Regions from separate parts of the Pan troglodytes genome. Here all the other regions are linked to region 1. Evidence: chromatin contacts called from public Hi-C data. All regions are on one chromosome and are shown on one strand. The core of a region is the stretch at or near the end of the contact, and the rest is flanking DNA. Distances in the headings are between cores, read along the strand shown. Region 1 overlaps NPAS3 (neuronal PAS domain protein 3). Region 2 overlaps NPAS3 (neuronal PAS domain protein 3). Region 3 overlaps LOC104001998 (a long non-coding RNA gene).

What was found. Hi-C and Micro-C count contacts between places; a contact is called where the count stands out from the background.
Region 2: a contact with region 1 is called in a Hi-C map of stem cell-derived neural progenitor cells, with 2.9 times the contacts expected there. The contact joins two enhancer-like sites. A contact is called at or near these places in 1 of 7 Hi-C or Micro-C datasets (stem cell-derived neural progenitor cells) and 1 of 1 other capture datasets (stem cell-derived neural stem cells).
Region 3: a contact with region 1 is called in a Hi-C map of stem cell-derived neural progenitor cells, with 4 times the contacts expected there. The contact joins two enhancer-like sites. A contact is called at or near these places in 1 of 7 Hi-C or Micro-C datasets (stem cell-derived neural progenitor cells) and 1 of 1 other capture datasets (stem cell-derived neural stem cells).

What each region holds. Positions count from the first base shown.
Region 1 is chr15:32,029,178-32,034,291 of NHGRI_mPanTro3-v2.0_pri, forward strand. NPAS3 (neuronal PAS domain protein 3) reads left to right here. Exons shown (of 12, transcript XM_054666466.2): 10 at 3,304-3,451. Among named protein-coding and RNA genes, the nearest start is that of EGLN3, 160 kb to the right of the region's middle. Within about 2 kb of position 2,269, at least 6 of the 24 cell types and tissues checked have an H3K27ac peak or open chromatin away from gene starts, as enhancers often do. A contact at or near this core is called in stem cell-derived neural progenitor cells, where this site is marked.
Region 2 is chr15:31,599,631-31,604,744 of NHGRI_mPanTro3-v2.0_pri, forward strand. The region is part of intron 3 of NPAS3 (neuronal PAS domain protein 3); the gene reads left to right. Among named protein-coding and RNA genes, the nearest start is that of NPAS3, 430 kb to the left of the region's middle. Within about 2 kb of position 2,986, at least 7 of the 24 cell types and tissues checked have an H3K27ac peak or open chromatin away from gene starts, as enhancers often do. A contact at or near this core is called in stem cell-derived neural progenitor cells, where this site is marked.
Region 3 is chr15:32,451,426-32,456,539 of NHGRI_mPanTro3-v2.0_pri, forward strand. The region is part of intron 1 of LOC104001998 (a long non-coding RNA gene); the gene reads right to left. Among named protein-coding and RNA genes, the nearest start is that of SPTSSA, 240 kb to the right of the region's middle. Within about 2 kb of position 1,931, at least 2 of the 24 cell types and tissues checked have an H3K27ac peak or open chromatin away from gene starts, as enhancers often do. A contact at or near this core is called in stem cell-derived neural progenitor cells, where this site is marked.

The DNA.
Region 1 (5,114 bases), core at 1,019-3,518:
CCAAAGTCATAAATTTATATTCTGGAGGCCCAAGCAAAAGGTATTTCTTTTTCATTTTTTAAAGAAGCTAAATTCCATTATGATTTCTTTTTTCGAGCCAGAGTCTCGCTTTGTCACCCAGGCTGGAGTTCAGTGGTGCAATCTCAGCTCACCGCAACCTCCGCCTCCTAGGCTCAAGCGATTTTTGTGCCTCAGCCTCCCTCACAGCTGGGATTACGAGTGCACACCACCACACCTGGCTCATTTTTGGATTTTTAGTAGAGGCAGGGTCTCACCATGTGGGCCAGGCTAGTCTCGAACTCCCGGCCTCAAGTGATCCATCCACCTTGGCCTCCCAAACATTATGATTTCTTTTACAAGATCTGTTGCAAACCAAAAGCAACTCGGGTGATATTTTGGTAAACATGTTGTCCTAACTCTGCACCGTATCTGTAGTTATCCAGATTCCCACTGGCGCTTGGGGGTCTCATTCAGAAAACACCAATCCCTAGGAAAGACCAAGTGAGATTGCCTACCCTTTAGGAATTCTGCCTGTCAGACTGGCCCAGGGTAAAACCACAGGTCAGTCAAACTCGTCCTCTTCAGCCGCCCACGGTGGGCTCCCGAACCTGCTTTGTGGTATTCACCACAGGAAGTCAAGGGCTATCACGTGGCTCCCCGACTCCCCAAGGAAGCCTTGAGCCATTCCCTTCCCCTTCAGTCTTTTTACAGATACCTCCTCACATCAGAAGTCACCCGTCCTGCCTCTCTCATATTTAGCTCTCCTCTCTTGCTAGCTGACCCTTGGCCTGGGTGATAAAGAAAGCTGTATTATTATATTCATGGGCCCTAACAAATGAGTGCTGGATTTATCTTCTCAGGAAACACAGATCCATTTAGGTAGACCCAGAGTCATCCTACTGTAATTCAAAAAGATGACACCATACGGTCCCTTAGCAAAGAAGCCTTTCAGCCCCCTTCGCTACACATACGTGCAGACCACTGGGGAGGCCAAACGTTTGGCTGGATATCCATTTCCAAATTGGGATTTTATTAAGAGAAAGTATTATCAGGAAGGAGGGGGTGATCTTTACATTGATTCTGCAGATTCTAATTTGATATTATAACTCCTTTATCCCTTTGCCCCTTTTGTATACTTTGTAAAATGGAGATAATTCTTTTTAAAATTTTGCCTGCTTTTGGTCAAATTCTAGTCTAGAACTCCCAGGCAGGCTGTGCTGATCTGGCCTGCCATCTCAATGTATTCTCCATGTGATTCTAAAAAAGGGGCTTCTTAGTCTCTTTGCCTTTGTTAAACATACTAGAACCATTTGGAATTATTCCTCATTCCAGACACAAAGCAGACAGAATTATACCCCCAACCACTGATTGGGGTGCTGTAAGTTTTCTCTGTGAAAATAGTGGACAGAATTATATAACCCATCGTTCCTCTATTAATAGTTAACCAGGTTGAGAGGATTTGAATAAAAGCACATCTTGTTGCATGCAACAATGGTTTGACAGAAGAGCTGTATGGCAGAGTTAGTATTTTACTGCTTTCAGCTTCACCACGCAGTTTTGTAGCCTGGGAAGCCATGCATGCAGAATGGCAGAACTTACAATTGCCTACAAAAGGAGAGTACAATGCAACCTGTGGAGCCACGCCACCAAGAGAAGGTGACAGTTCCGGGCCTTCAAAACACCCTAAACTGGTGAGGAGTTTCAGAATGAAACTTGTTATGATTTGAAACACTCATCAAAGTGAGGCTTTTTCAAGTAACAGTTAAGACATAATTACCAAATTTTACAACGGTCCCGTTAGTGTGCTGTGAGAAAAAAAAAGGAGAATGGAAGAAAACCTTCAAAGTTTATATGTTTATGGATGTAATAGTTGGATGTGGCACTTTCAGAGCCAGGAAGAGTGGCTCAGGACAAGATGAGAAGAGCTTCCACAGCCTTAAACACAGCTCTTTTCCAAAGTGACTTCCCTTCACACCCATCCACCCGCCTCCAAAAAAAAAAAAAAAAAAAAATCTAAATGTACTTCATGAAACTATTGTATATGAAGCACTTATTAGCCGTAATTAAATGGACAATATGAATTTACTACGTCTTTAGGACTCTGGCTTGTTCTGGTTTAGAGCAAGATGATTAATGCAAATACATATTACTTGAGATAACCATTTAGCAGCTAATTTAGCCAAATTTATTACAGCAGTTAGAGGTTTTTCATTTTAGCAGACGGAGACAAGGACATGCCAAAAGTGGGCGACGTAGATGAGTGCACACTGCCCTCTAGTGGCCAGCCAGCCGGTGAGCTTTCGCGGGGCGCCGAGTTGCTGCGATCCGCAGCCAAGTAATAACAGCAGGTTTTCCACATTTCCGGCACCCTTTTAAACCATTCCCATCCACAGCACTTTATTTCAGGGGATGATTTACTGTGCTTTCCCCTTTTACTAGCTCAGGAGTACCCAGATACAAATCAAATCAATTTCAGCTTGGCGAGATTTTGGTTCAAGTATCATTTTTAACATCTGCATTTTAAAGCTCTCTTTCAGTGGGTATTTAATGGCACCGCTTCACATTACTGATTGTTTTTACTTGTTCCTTCATTTGGGGCCATATTTCAGAGTCTGTGTGGAGCTGTCACTCTGTTTGGCTCCAGCCAAGTCAATTCTGTGCCTCCCTCAGGCCAGTGTTTCTCTCTGACTCCACTGGGGAATTTATTTTGTTCCAACATTCAGCGAAGTCTCACCAGAATCTCCCCCGACTGACCAGTGTAAATTTAGTTCATCCGAGGACTATAAATTCTGTTAGACAAGATCAAAAGGAACAGACATTTAAGGACGCGGGTTGAGATTGCTCACACGGAGGAGAAATGATCAAAGACGAGGGGTAAAGCATCTTTGGAACCATTCAAATATCCAGAATCTCAAAGAGGCCTACCTCAAAGCTATGAATAAATCACATACAAATTTGCCTTTCTTACCATCTGATGTCAAATCCATTGACAATATCCACACCGCATTAGGTGTTCTGTGAGCCAAAAAGATTTGTAGTCCTTTTATTCTTTTCACACCATGGCTGCCCAAAACGGAATAACGTCTTGCTACAAATGCCAGTAACCCTGGCTCCAGAGCTGCCGCTCCACTGAATTGATTTCATTTGTCCTACTAATGGCATTCTATATTAAGCATCCAGAGGGTCACCCTGGCTTGCTGTAGGTCCTCCCATTTTTAGGCTTAAGGTTTTGCAGAGATAAAAAAAAAAAATTATTTGATCCCAGTCTTAATACAATGCCTCTGTTTTGTTTTTTTTCCCCAGTGCTGAATAAGGGTCAGTGTGTGACAAAGTACTATCGCTGGATGCAGAAGAACGGAGGATATATTTGGATACAGTCCAGTGCCACCATAGCTATTAATGCCAAGAACGCAAATGAAAAGAATATCATCTGGGTGAATTACCTTCTTAGGTATATTTTCTACTTCTTTTCTATTTCTGTCCTAGTTATAAAATATGCAGCACTATGGTTAATAGCCGACATGTTGTGAATATTATCTTTTGACAGTACCTGGTGTGGAATTTCATGGCAATTCTGCTGTTCTTTCCACAAGATTCAAATAAATGTGAGAAGATCAAACTATGTTGGAAGGGACTTGCAGGAAAGATTTCAAGATTTCCAATCATTCTTGGTCTGTCAACATTTGGGCATCTCTGCAGAAGTTGCTTTGGTTTTCCCACAAATGCTTAGGCCAGAATAATATAGACTTCAGCCTACAGCTGAAGCATTCAAAAGGCATCTCCTCTTCCCCAGCACACACACTCACACACTCCAGTTCTTGTGGAAATGAAGTAAAACAGAGTGGGAGAAAAGCGACAGGGAACATTATATTCCTCTTATATTTCTTCCCTTTGATGCCCTTAGCATATTACATAGGGTTTGACTTCCTGGGCATTAAAGTTTTGGTAAACAAGGTGAGTTGCTTTGCTGGAATCAAACAATAGCGGTGTATTGTTTGAAGGCAATTTTTTTTTTTTTTTTTTTTTTTTTGGCCCACTGCTTTGTGATCTTTGGCAAGCTTTACTGCTCTTAAAATGTGTCCTTAACAGTCTATCTTCAAGTAAGCCCAAGCTCAACTGCTTCCTAAATTCCGGTGTGAGACACCATTTCTCTCCCCTTCCCAGTCTACATTCTTCCTTTGGATTCAAACTAGCAGAAAAGTAACCAAGACCCACAGATTGGGCCATCTTGAGTTTGGGGGCAGGCTTTCTGGGAAGTTCTCCACCAATCCTGGTGTGAAACTATCACAGCACTTGGCCTGGCTCACTCCCACCCCCATCATTCTGGTCTTTGGCTTCTCCTGGCCTAAAGCCACCAAGCAGAGCCCACACATGGTCTGAGTAGGAAAATTTCCAATAGGTCTTGTGAATGGAAGTTGGTGCCCTTTGGCTGATAATTTAGACAGGGAGTACCTGAATCCCATTTTTCTTTGAGACAGCCAAATGGAGCTGGGAAGCTAACAACCATGGCTCATCAGCACACTGGCCCTTCAGAGTGTGTTCACATACTTTGGTGATGACTTGAAGGCATGAATGTGCTTGCTACCAACAGCATATCAATCAGACACTAATGATTATTGCTCTAGAGAGGGCCTTAATGTGCACCACTTAAAAGAGTCTTCATTTATCTACTTTCTATTTCCTTTTTTTGACCTCTTCTGCTCTACATTAATTCTCTCTAAAGGTAAAAGTATGTGTATTGAATGTGGCTTTCTCTAAGGCCTGATTTCCGTGCAAAGTCTCCCCCGTGTTTGTGATGTGTTCAAGATGAGTTCTGATATCAAGGAATCTTTGTACATAGAGTTTTATGGAATAATTACTATAGGGAATGCAGGTAGTTATAAAAACTCACATGCCAGACAGAAAATAGAATAAGGTCTTGTGGCACTGACATTCTTTTGCTAGGCAAAATGATATTGTGACAAGGAGACCCATCACCAGTAAGAATTAAACGCTGGAAACAGGCACCCTAGGGCTAGCAGTGTCTGGCTCCCATGTTGATGAAACATAGGTACTGAAGTCATCTATGTGGTTGTTACTCCCATTCTGTGAGATTTCTTCCTATCTGGATCTTT
Region 2 (5,114 bases), core at 1,736-4,235, 430 kb before region 1:
CATATTTGCCACCATAGCCCTGATGCCAGAAGAAATTAGTTTCTCTCTTCTTGATCTGTTCATGTTAGATTAAAAATCAAGACTTTCTAGCCCTCAAAGATCCTCCTATTCTATATTCTTTATTCTGAAGTCGCTTTATAACTGTCTCACTCCCCAAACTTCCCCAAATTGGGTGGTGGGGGCGGGAGGGGGCTGGTGGGTTCACCCCAGCATACTCCATATCTCTGCTGGGAATTTAAAGATAGGAATTAATTTGGGGTATGATCTAATTTTTTACCTTTTATTTATTTTGTAAAGAAAAAGAGGAAATTCTCATTTCTTTCACTGTATAAAGGGAATTAAATAGTTAACTTTAAGCTTTACATCCAAAAGCAATCCCTTTGACATCAAGTGGTTGAACCCAATAAATACTTAGGAAAGCCTTGGATGTTTTTTAAGTTGTTAAGGACTAAAGTCCCACCCCCCAAAAAAGTACTCTCTTATAATCATTGTTCTTCTGGAATAATTAAGCAAGTAAAATTGGAATGACTGTGTAATAGCTACCATTTTTTAAAATTAGTAACAGCACTTTTGGAGTCTCAGGTACGTCAGGGGTGTCCTCTTCTTTTAGGCCAGTCCACTCCTCAGGACCCCTTGCATCTCTTGAGGATTTCCCTCATGTACCCTACTCTCCACGCCTCGGCCCAGGCTGTGGATCACGCCTGCATTTTCCTGAGGTTCTGTCCTCCGAGACGTTGACTGTCAGACGTTGACCTCATTCCCTCAAGTGCTGTCACTCCAAACAGCAGCTTAACCCACTGCCTTAAGGATTTCATTGTCAAGGGGAAGTGTGGGTTCTCTCACGAAGAATGTTAATCACCCCATAGGTAGCCCGTGTGAGGGACATACAGTATTCTTATAGTAACTACCAGATTGTTGGAGAAAGGCCATTTCCTCCTTTCCCAGCTACAGAAGGAGAAATATCTGCCTAGGGATTCTCATTTCCCTCAATGGAAAAGAAAGGTGGGTAGGCAAAGTGAATCTTTAAAATGGAAACTTCGTACTAAGAGGTCCCTGTAATTTGTTGCTGACCAAATATACAAAAACATTTTCAAGACTTACTACAGTGATATTTGGTTGCTGTTTCACATTTAGAGGACTATGCCATTTTGGTATAGAAAATGATAAACATTTTCAAAAATCATATGAATACTATTTAATTCTCAAGAAGCTGAGAAGTGCATAGTGAACGCCCCCTTGACTAAACAGATCAATTAGACATTGTATGTTTTCCCCTTAGTTCTTTAATAGTTGAAGCAATATAAATACACTTCTTTAAGAAAAGCAGACATGGTTTCTTTTTCCCAAAAGCAGTTCATTTATAAGTATTAAAATTTGCACAGTCACCTCATCCCTAATTATTTTACCTAATGCAGTCAACCCATACTTAAATGGTGGAAGATATTTAAATATGTATTGCATCAAAAAATTGTGGATCATCGTAAGACTTCTTAAAATTTCAATTGCATTATTGGATTAAATATTCTTTTTTGTCTAAATTGGTGATATAACATGTTAGTAGGTCTGAGATATGAATTATGAAGATAGATTTTTTGTTTTTAAAAATCCCCTAAATAGGAATTTAAAAATAAACCCAAAGTGTACTACTCTTGAATACATGAGATTTTTTTTCTGGTATTTATTTGTTATCAGATATGTGATTAATCACGTGCCCAATTAACAATGCGTGTCCCTATTTCTCTTCTACAGTCATCATTTATCCTATATTTTAATACTAGAAACTAACCTTGATGAAAGTACACTGAAAAAGCACTGTTATTATTTGTTTTCATATATATATATATTTCATGTATGTGTTGTCATATATATGAAAACAATAACAGTGCGTCATATATGTATATATACATATTGCACGAAAACTTCACATACAGTGCTTTCAACAACAGAATTTCAGTTGTCGTGTTGCTATATGGGTTAAGCTGGTACCCAGTGCTATTTCAGTTTCTTCTCCAAACCTGAAAATCTCCCAGTGTCTAAGCCATGCACAGATACTGAGGCTTTTTGTATTGAAAGAATACAATTTGTGAAAACGGACCTCACAGAAGGCAGAGTGATGAGGGCCAGTTTCAGAATAAAGACACAGCCTATATTACATGCAAACTGAGAAATTTTAATTTTGATAGGGAAACAGATACACACACTCATACATACCTCATGAACTTCTGGGGCTCCTGAGAAAACTCTCCCTGGCTTCTTTGGCCCTACAGTGAGGAAGGCTAATTGAGATTCTTCAAGGGAATCCCTTTCCTTTTCTTCTATGTCATGGAAAGACTCATTAAGCATTCCATATTCCATTCTTTCTCAGCCCCTGGCTTTGCTTAGCCAAAGCCCAGGAAGTCAATGTCCAGGGATTCCATTAAGCACGCCCTTTAGTGCTCCCTTCCCCCAGGCTCAGTGTGGGAACAGATCCTTGCCCCTTAGATGGAGGATTCAGAGGGGAGCTATCAGGGGTTACTGGGCATGAAGCCTGCCTTTTTGCCAGGCGTTCCTGAGATACTACCTGCCGAACTTTAAGACTACATTTGCCCGTGATGCCGTACTGCCCTCCACCTTATTGGGGAGGATAAGGAAGTACCTCTGAAATGATCTTTCCTATCCACCAGTGACTGCCTTGGCCTAATAAAACAATCCATTAGAAACCCTGCCTCACAGTGTCACAGTCCTCTTCACTTCAGAATACCTTCTTCAAGTGATCCCTCCAATAGCAAGCCCCTCTGTGGCTCTCTGCCTGTGGTCCACCTTCCCATTGTGAACCATGCTGGCAAGGAGCTGGGGTTATGAAGGGAAAGAGCAGGGCACAAGGCAAGTAGGGCTCGTGACTCTTCCCCTTTCATTATGTGTGTCCACCGAGCTGTCCTGCTTCTGTTTTGTAACGGGTTCTTCCATGGCAAGCTGACCTTTCGGCTGAATAGGTCAAACTCCCACTGAGCGTTAATCCTCAGCCCTCCTCACGTGAGTGCCTCCCCTGAGGTGAGGAGCACTGGTTAGGAATATGGCTGGGAGGGCCTGGTGTATTCCCCAAAGAAGGGTTGCCTTTTACTGCACTGAATTAATTCTCAAAGACCACCGTGTGAGGTTATGCTGAAGGATCCAGATTAGAACTTTCCTGCTGACATTGTGGAGGGGCAAAACTAATTTTTCAGATACATGTTTTAGACTGTGGTTCCCCTGTGTATCTTCCCCTTTTTAATGAGGGAAAGGCCAAATGCACAGTCTTAGTGATTCATCGGATCATTTTGGATTTCTGAGACAATCAGAATTTTCCTAGATGATTTTTTAAAAAACCAATAAATCCTTCTCCCTGTATTTCTCTTCCATTTAAAGTCTCTTAAAACTCTAGGTGTTTTATTTTTAACCCTTGTAAAACATGAAATAGTAGAGTTGTGGTGTGTGTTGATAATTATATACTGGACCTACTTTTGTTTTAAATGTCATAAAACATTTTTTGGACTATTTATTAAGTTTTGTAACACTAGTTCCCTTATAGTAGCTAGAAATTTTCCACATCAAATAGGCATTTAGTCATGTTGAATTGAATTTTAAGTTGAATTCCTGTGGCTTGGGCTTTCTTTTTTATACTAGTTTGTATAAACTGTTCAACTCCTATAGCTCTTACGTCTCACTCTCAGTGAGCTGGTAACAGAATCTTCACAGACAAGTGGTTGCACATTCCATTTATTTAGCAATGCCCTCTGTGTGTGTGTGTGTGTGTGTGTGTTGTGTGTGTGTGTATAGGTTAATTTTGTTAGTGTTCTTTAAATTTCAGAAAATAGTCTTTTAGTTGAACAAACAAATAAATGAAATATGTCAGTAGATCAGATGAAACAGTGACCCGTTCGGCAATAAGAAGTATACAGTGTGTCTGGGCTACCAGATGGTTTTAGAAACTGTCAATTTCCAAAATACAGAAATCTGAGAGAGCTTCATAAACAATGTATTGCTTTGCTGAAGATGACAGATCCCATTGAGGAAATGCCCCTTTAGTTTTTTTAGATCATTATTGATACTCTATAAACATAATAAGATTAACACGGAGAAACAAAATACCTGTGTTTGCAGTATTCTTTAGTTATCAGATTATTGTCTCAGTTCTCAAAATGCCAAATGTGATAGGATAAGTGCAAGATAAGAAGTACATTTTTAACATCTATTCAGTTAGCATTAATGCTCAAGTTAAAGCTGGGCTCCTACCAGGGGCATAATGGGCTCCTGTTTAACATATTTATGTTGGTTGTAAAATTAGGAACTGTCATTGCAGCCCACATCACCTGCATAAGTGCAAAACATATAAATCAAGAGAAGTTCCAGTGACATAAAAATGCCATCGAATAGAATAGCATGAAACTACTTGCAAGATACTTGTATATTATGCTAGGGTGTATGGGGGTGCACACTCAGATTTCTAGGGGGTTTGGAGAGCAAAGAATAACTATACAGATAGAACTCATGGATGAAGACATTTCCTCAGAGCACAGCCTGAACCCTAGTGGAGAAACAGCAGGAAAAGAAAGGCCATCAGTAGCCAGACTTGAATAACCGCCCCACCCCCCACACCCCCACTGAAGACAACAGCCTCTATGCTTTCAGAAGGCATTTGAGCAGCTTTATGTTGTTACTGGAGCTTGCATCTTGGGCCTCCTAAGTCAGTGAACTTTTCTGTGATGTTTTAGGGTTCCTTATAACCTGGTGGCTATTACTCCCTTGCCCCCTCATAATCCAGTTCTTTGTAGAATGATTTCTGTTATCTAAAATTAGTCCTTTTTTCTTTTTTTTGGGGGGGGGAGGGGACGTGCAGTGATTTATTTTGAACTTTGTAATTGGAGTCCCTGAAGTGCCCCCCCAAATTATGAGCTATTAATAAGGAGCTTTCTGAATCCTAATTACTGTCTCAAAAACAGAGTGGACACTTGAGAAGTTTTTCAACTCCCCCGCTTCTCCCTCCCAAAAGCCACCCACCCCCATAATCTCAAAAAAAAAAAAAAAAAAAAAAAGGCTGCAGATTTTATTCATGTGGGATCATTCACACCAAGCTACCATAATGTGCAATTAACACT
Region 3 (5,114 bases), core at 681-3,180, 420 kb after region 1:
AATATGAGAAATTTCCCAAATTTGCAATTTTTTTTTTTTTTTTTTTTTGGAAACAGAGTCTCACTCTGTCCCCCAGGCTGGAGTGCAGTGGTGCGATCCTGGCTCATTGCAACCTTTGCCTCCTGGATTCCAGCAATTCTCGTGCTTCAGCCTCCTCAGTAGCTGGAACTACAGGCACGTGCCACCACACCCAGCTAATTTTTGTATTTTTAGTAGAGATGGGGTTTCACCACGTTGGCCAGGCTGGTCTCGAACTCCTGACCTAAAGCAAGCCACCCACCTCGGCCTCCCAAAGTGCTGAGATTACAGGTGTGAGCCATCGTGCCCAGCCTGAAACAATTCTTGTTCCTTATTATTAACACTGCCAGAAATATTTAAGCTATGAAAGGTATCTGAGACCATTTAGAGAAGTAATTCCTAAAAAATGCTCAAGCAATATCTTCAACAAGCTTTGTGACAACAGCAACAAAAAGACTGCAAAAAAGTAAATGACTTGCCCAAGATCATAGGGTTGTTAATGGCTGAAGCCAAGAGTGCAACCTGGGTTAAACTCCAAGTCTGTACCCTTTCCAGAAGGGGACAGAGCCTCCTGAGAAGTCCAAATCCAACCCATTCCTTCCAGATTAGTTTAGTCAGAAAAACAAACAACAGCAAACCCCAGGAAACGAGGTACAGTTGAAAGTCCAGTTCTATTGTTTATATTGAAAATTATGGTGACGCTACATTGTTTTGGTGTTTGGTAAATTGTATCACTCTAGTATTAGTGTTATAAAATAGCTCTTGCCTTTGGACATAATAACGTCTTTTTGAGGGCTTTATCCAAATGCATACAGGAAGCAAAATAAACAAAAGCAGTGTTATTTGTCCACTGCAAAAGGCAATTGTTATTAACTTTTAAGGCAAGTTGGATGATAGGCTATTTGCATATCCGAAACTTCTAATGCAGTAAGAAAAAAAAAATTAACCTCTGTATTAAGCACAGACTCAAGGTCTGAGAGACTTCCTTAATTAAATCAAACTGCTTTTCCACAGAAGCTTTAGGTAGAACCTACCTATGGGAAGCTTAAGGTAATTGATCCTGAAATTAAGCATTCTTTCAAAATCTGGGCACCGGACTTTTGGCGTACTCACAGAAACCAGAAGTGGTTTCCCCTGGCTGATCTTTGAGGGTGTCCCCTTTAAACTTGCCAGCCTCCTTCCGTGGAAGATAAAATCATGCAGGGGTATGGATTAGCTATCATGTCATTATAGCAGGCACAGCCGTCTGTTACAGGTAAATTGCTAGGCAATGTAATAACAATGCATTTTATTTACTGTGCAGGGTGCTTATCTACAGAAATGTTCCCGACAAACAAAGAAAGGCACAGCTAACCGCCTTCTCTTTAGAATACAGGCTGAAGCTATGCCAGCACCTTCAGAGAATAAAAATGCTAAATAATCTCTGTATAAACAGAGTCCCTAAAAACTCAATGCATTTCCTAACAGAAGCAGAAAAGGCAACTGGTGCCTGGGATGTCCACGAGGTCTTTCTCAGGCTCCTATCACTGCTGACTAAATCGCATCCCAATTTGGGGAGGAACCAACCAATGGTCAGTGTAAGTCCAGACTAAGAGCATTCATTGTTGTTAAATGATGATGATGATGAGGTTGATAAGGTTGACTACCATTTGTCACATGCTTGTCATCTGCCTTGCACTTTTCAACATTGTCTTTTTTTAATTCTCAAAACAAACCTATGTTAGTCCTGCTCTTAACCTCATTTAACAGATGAAGAGTTTCACAAGTAAGGAAACTGTCCACTCAGCTGTTAACTTGAAAATTCAAAAATAAGCCTGCCTCCCTCCAAAACTAGGGATATGAACCTCTGTGCTAGACCGTTCTCAAGAATCTGAGGAATTTGCCTGAGGCTGGACTTAGCATTCAGGACTCTTGCCCTCCCCTGCTATTGGTGCCTACCTTATGCACACATCCCACCCACTGAAGCATCCACTGGGCTCACACTTTGTGCCCCACAATGAGGGCCACCAATACAAAGGGCACTGTTTTACTAAAAACCTAGTAGATGCCTTTTAAACATACAGCCGTCCATGAATAGAATAAGTGAACTAATGAATGAAGGAATGAAGAAATCTAATTAAAGAGTCTAGGATGCAGCCTACAGAGACATGACTGGAATGTGATTGCTCTAAAAGAAAGCTGTGACTTAATCAATAGTATTAACATATCTGAAGAAAGAATGTGTCCACAGAAGGAAGGCGGTCTGCCCAGAGTTCAGAAAAATGGAGCACTATTGAATTTGGTGTTTATCCAATTGTGCCCAAGGGAGAGAGGGAGTACATATGGCATTGATAGAAAGATGTACCAGGATTGCTTAGTTCACTTCAATAGTCTTTGTAAACCTACTATGTGCCATGCTGTACAGTAGGCACTGTGAATGAACACACACAGACACACACACACACACACACACACACACACACAGTTCCTAACATGGAGAAACTTGCAGTGATAGTAGGAGAGACCAGCACATAAACAGTTCTTAAACGCTCAGTGCTACAACTGAGATATGTGAAAGGTGCTACTGAGTACAGAGGAGAAAACCTTAGTCCAAGGTCTGGGAAAACTTCCTGAAGTGACCCTTGAGCTGTGTTTCAACAAATAAGCAAGTGTCATCCAGGCCATAACAGACACAAAACAATTATAAGCAGAAGAACCAGCAGCTGTCCACATCACAGCATGTCAGGGATAAAAATAGTGCCTATTGCCTATTAGTCCAGAGACAGAAGATGGTGTATTTAAGTAGCCTGCAATTTATCCTTAGGGAAATAGGGAACCTTTGAAGGATGCTAGCTGGGGAATAACAAGATAAACTTGCATTTTAGAAAGATCATTCTGGCAGGAATATAAACAATGGAAGTGAATATAAAGAAAAGCCAAGAAGGCCTACAGACAAGTTTGAAGTTATTATCAAAGACCCTGGTGAGGCTCTGTCCTAGATCAAGGATAGCTAGGATAAGGAGAAGAGGGAAAAGTAAATATTTAGGAAGCGATGTTGACCGGTTGGATGGGAAGCTTGAAAGAGAGATGAGAAATCAAGAGTGATTCCAAGTTTCTGGCTTGGATGCGGTGTTAATGGTTGATTGGATGAGAAGGATGAAGAGATAAGGAATCTAAGATGATTCCAAGTTTCTGGCTTGGATGACCAAGTTGATGGTAATATCACGAACCAGGATAGAAAATATAAGAGGAGCAGCAAATTTGGATTTGGAAGCTGAAGAAAATGAGTCTTGTTCTGAACATGTTGAAGTGTCCATTGGACATCCAAGTGGAGCTGTCCATCCAGTGGGCTATTGTATACATAATTCTGCAACTCAGAAGAATCATCAGGGATAAATACTTGAGCCAGGTGCAGTGGCTCCTACCTGCCATCCCAACAACTCAGGAGGCTGGGGTGGGAGGATCACTTGAGGCCAGGAGTTTGAGACCAGCCTGTACAACACAGGGAGAGCCCATCACTACAAAAATAAAAATAAACTAGCTGGGTGTGATGGTGTGAGCCTGTAATCCCAACAACTCAGGAGGCTGAGGCAGGAGGATCACTTGAGCCCAGGAGTTTGAGGCTGCAGTGAGCTATGATTGTGCCATTGCACTCCGGCCTGAGTGACAGAGTGAGATTCCATCTCTAAAAATAAATAAATAAATAAATGTTTGAACATCGTGATCAAAGAGATAATAGTTAAAACCATGAGAGTAAACTATCACAAGGACAAAAAACCAAACACCGCATGTTCTCACTCATAGGTGGGAATTGAACAATGAGAACACGTGGCCACAGGAAGGGGAACATCACACTCCGGGGACTGTTGTGGGGTGGGGGGAGGGGGGAGGGATAGCATTTGGAGATATACCAAATGCTAAATGACGAGTTAATGGGTGCAGCACACCAACATGGCACATGTATACATATGTAACAAACCTGCACATTGTGCACATGTACCCTAAAACTTAAAGTATAATAATAATTAAATTAAATTAAATTAAAACCATGAGAGTAAAAGAAATTAGCCAAGAATGGATAGAAAGATGGATGGATCAATGGAAGGGAAGAAAAGAAATAAGCTAATTAAAATGAGATTATTCTATATTAGCTAGCTTTAATTTTTGGAAAGTTAGAAAACTTTGTTTTACTTTAAAAAGGATAAAGAAACTGAAGAAAGTGAAGGAGAATAAACTTCAAATAAACGTTTCTTTGCCAGTAAAGTTATTATTTCTTAAAAGAGCCTTCTAGGTTAAGAAAAAAAATATTAAAAAAATATAAAGTGGCTAGTCATTCAAAAAACAAAAAAACTTTCTGCTAAGAAAGATGAGGAAATTAGTACTCTCACACTCCCACCCATATTCCCTGATAAGGATTATAACATTAATTCTCTATTCTGTTACCATTTTCTACTTTTGTTTAGACTTAGTTCTTACATTTACATGAATTGAATGCCCACTACCAGTCTTTTACTGTGACTGTTTCATTCCTGAGTCCTTCATTTTGTCCTTTATTTTTACCTCTTGTGTGGCTTCATCTTGTCACTAACTTTTTTTCCAAGAAGTGTTTGTACACCCTGTAATTCTTGGGTCAATGCATAAGAATGTTTACCTGTTATCTTTATATTTGACCAACTCCTTGGCTGGATATAATATTTTTGAGTCACTCTTTTCCTCAGAAATTTGTAGACATTACTTCATTGACTATTGGCACTGAGCAAAAGTCCAAGGCTAGCCAGATTTTCCCTCTCAATAAGTGATTCGCAAAGCCCATGTCTTTAACCAAATGTAGGGGAAAGAAAACTCAATCTCTCTCAATATGTTTGGCTCCTTGATGGTTTGAGGTGGACAAAACTCTCTGGCAATATTAAACAACATTTAAAAGCTACAAGCAGGCCCGGCGTGGTGCCTCACACCTGTAATCTTAACACTTTGGGAGGCCGATGCGGGCAGATCACTTGAGCCCATGAGTTCAAGACAAGCCTGGGCAACATGCTGAAACCCTGTCTCCACGAAAAATACAAAAATTAGCCGGGCATAGTGGCACAGGCCTGTAGTCCTAGCTACTCAGAAAGCTA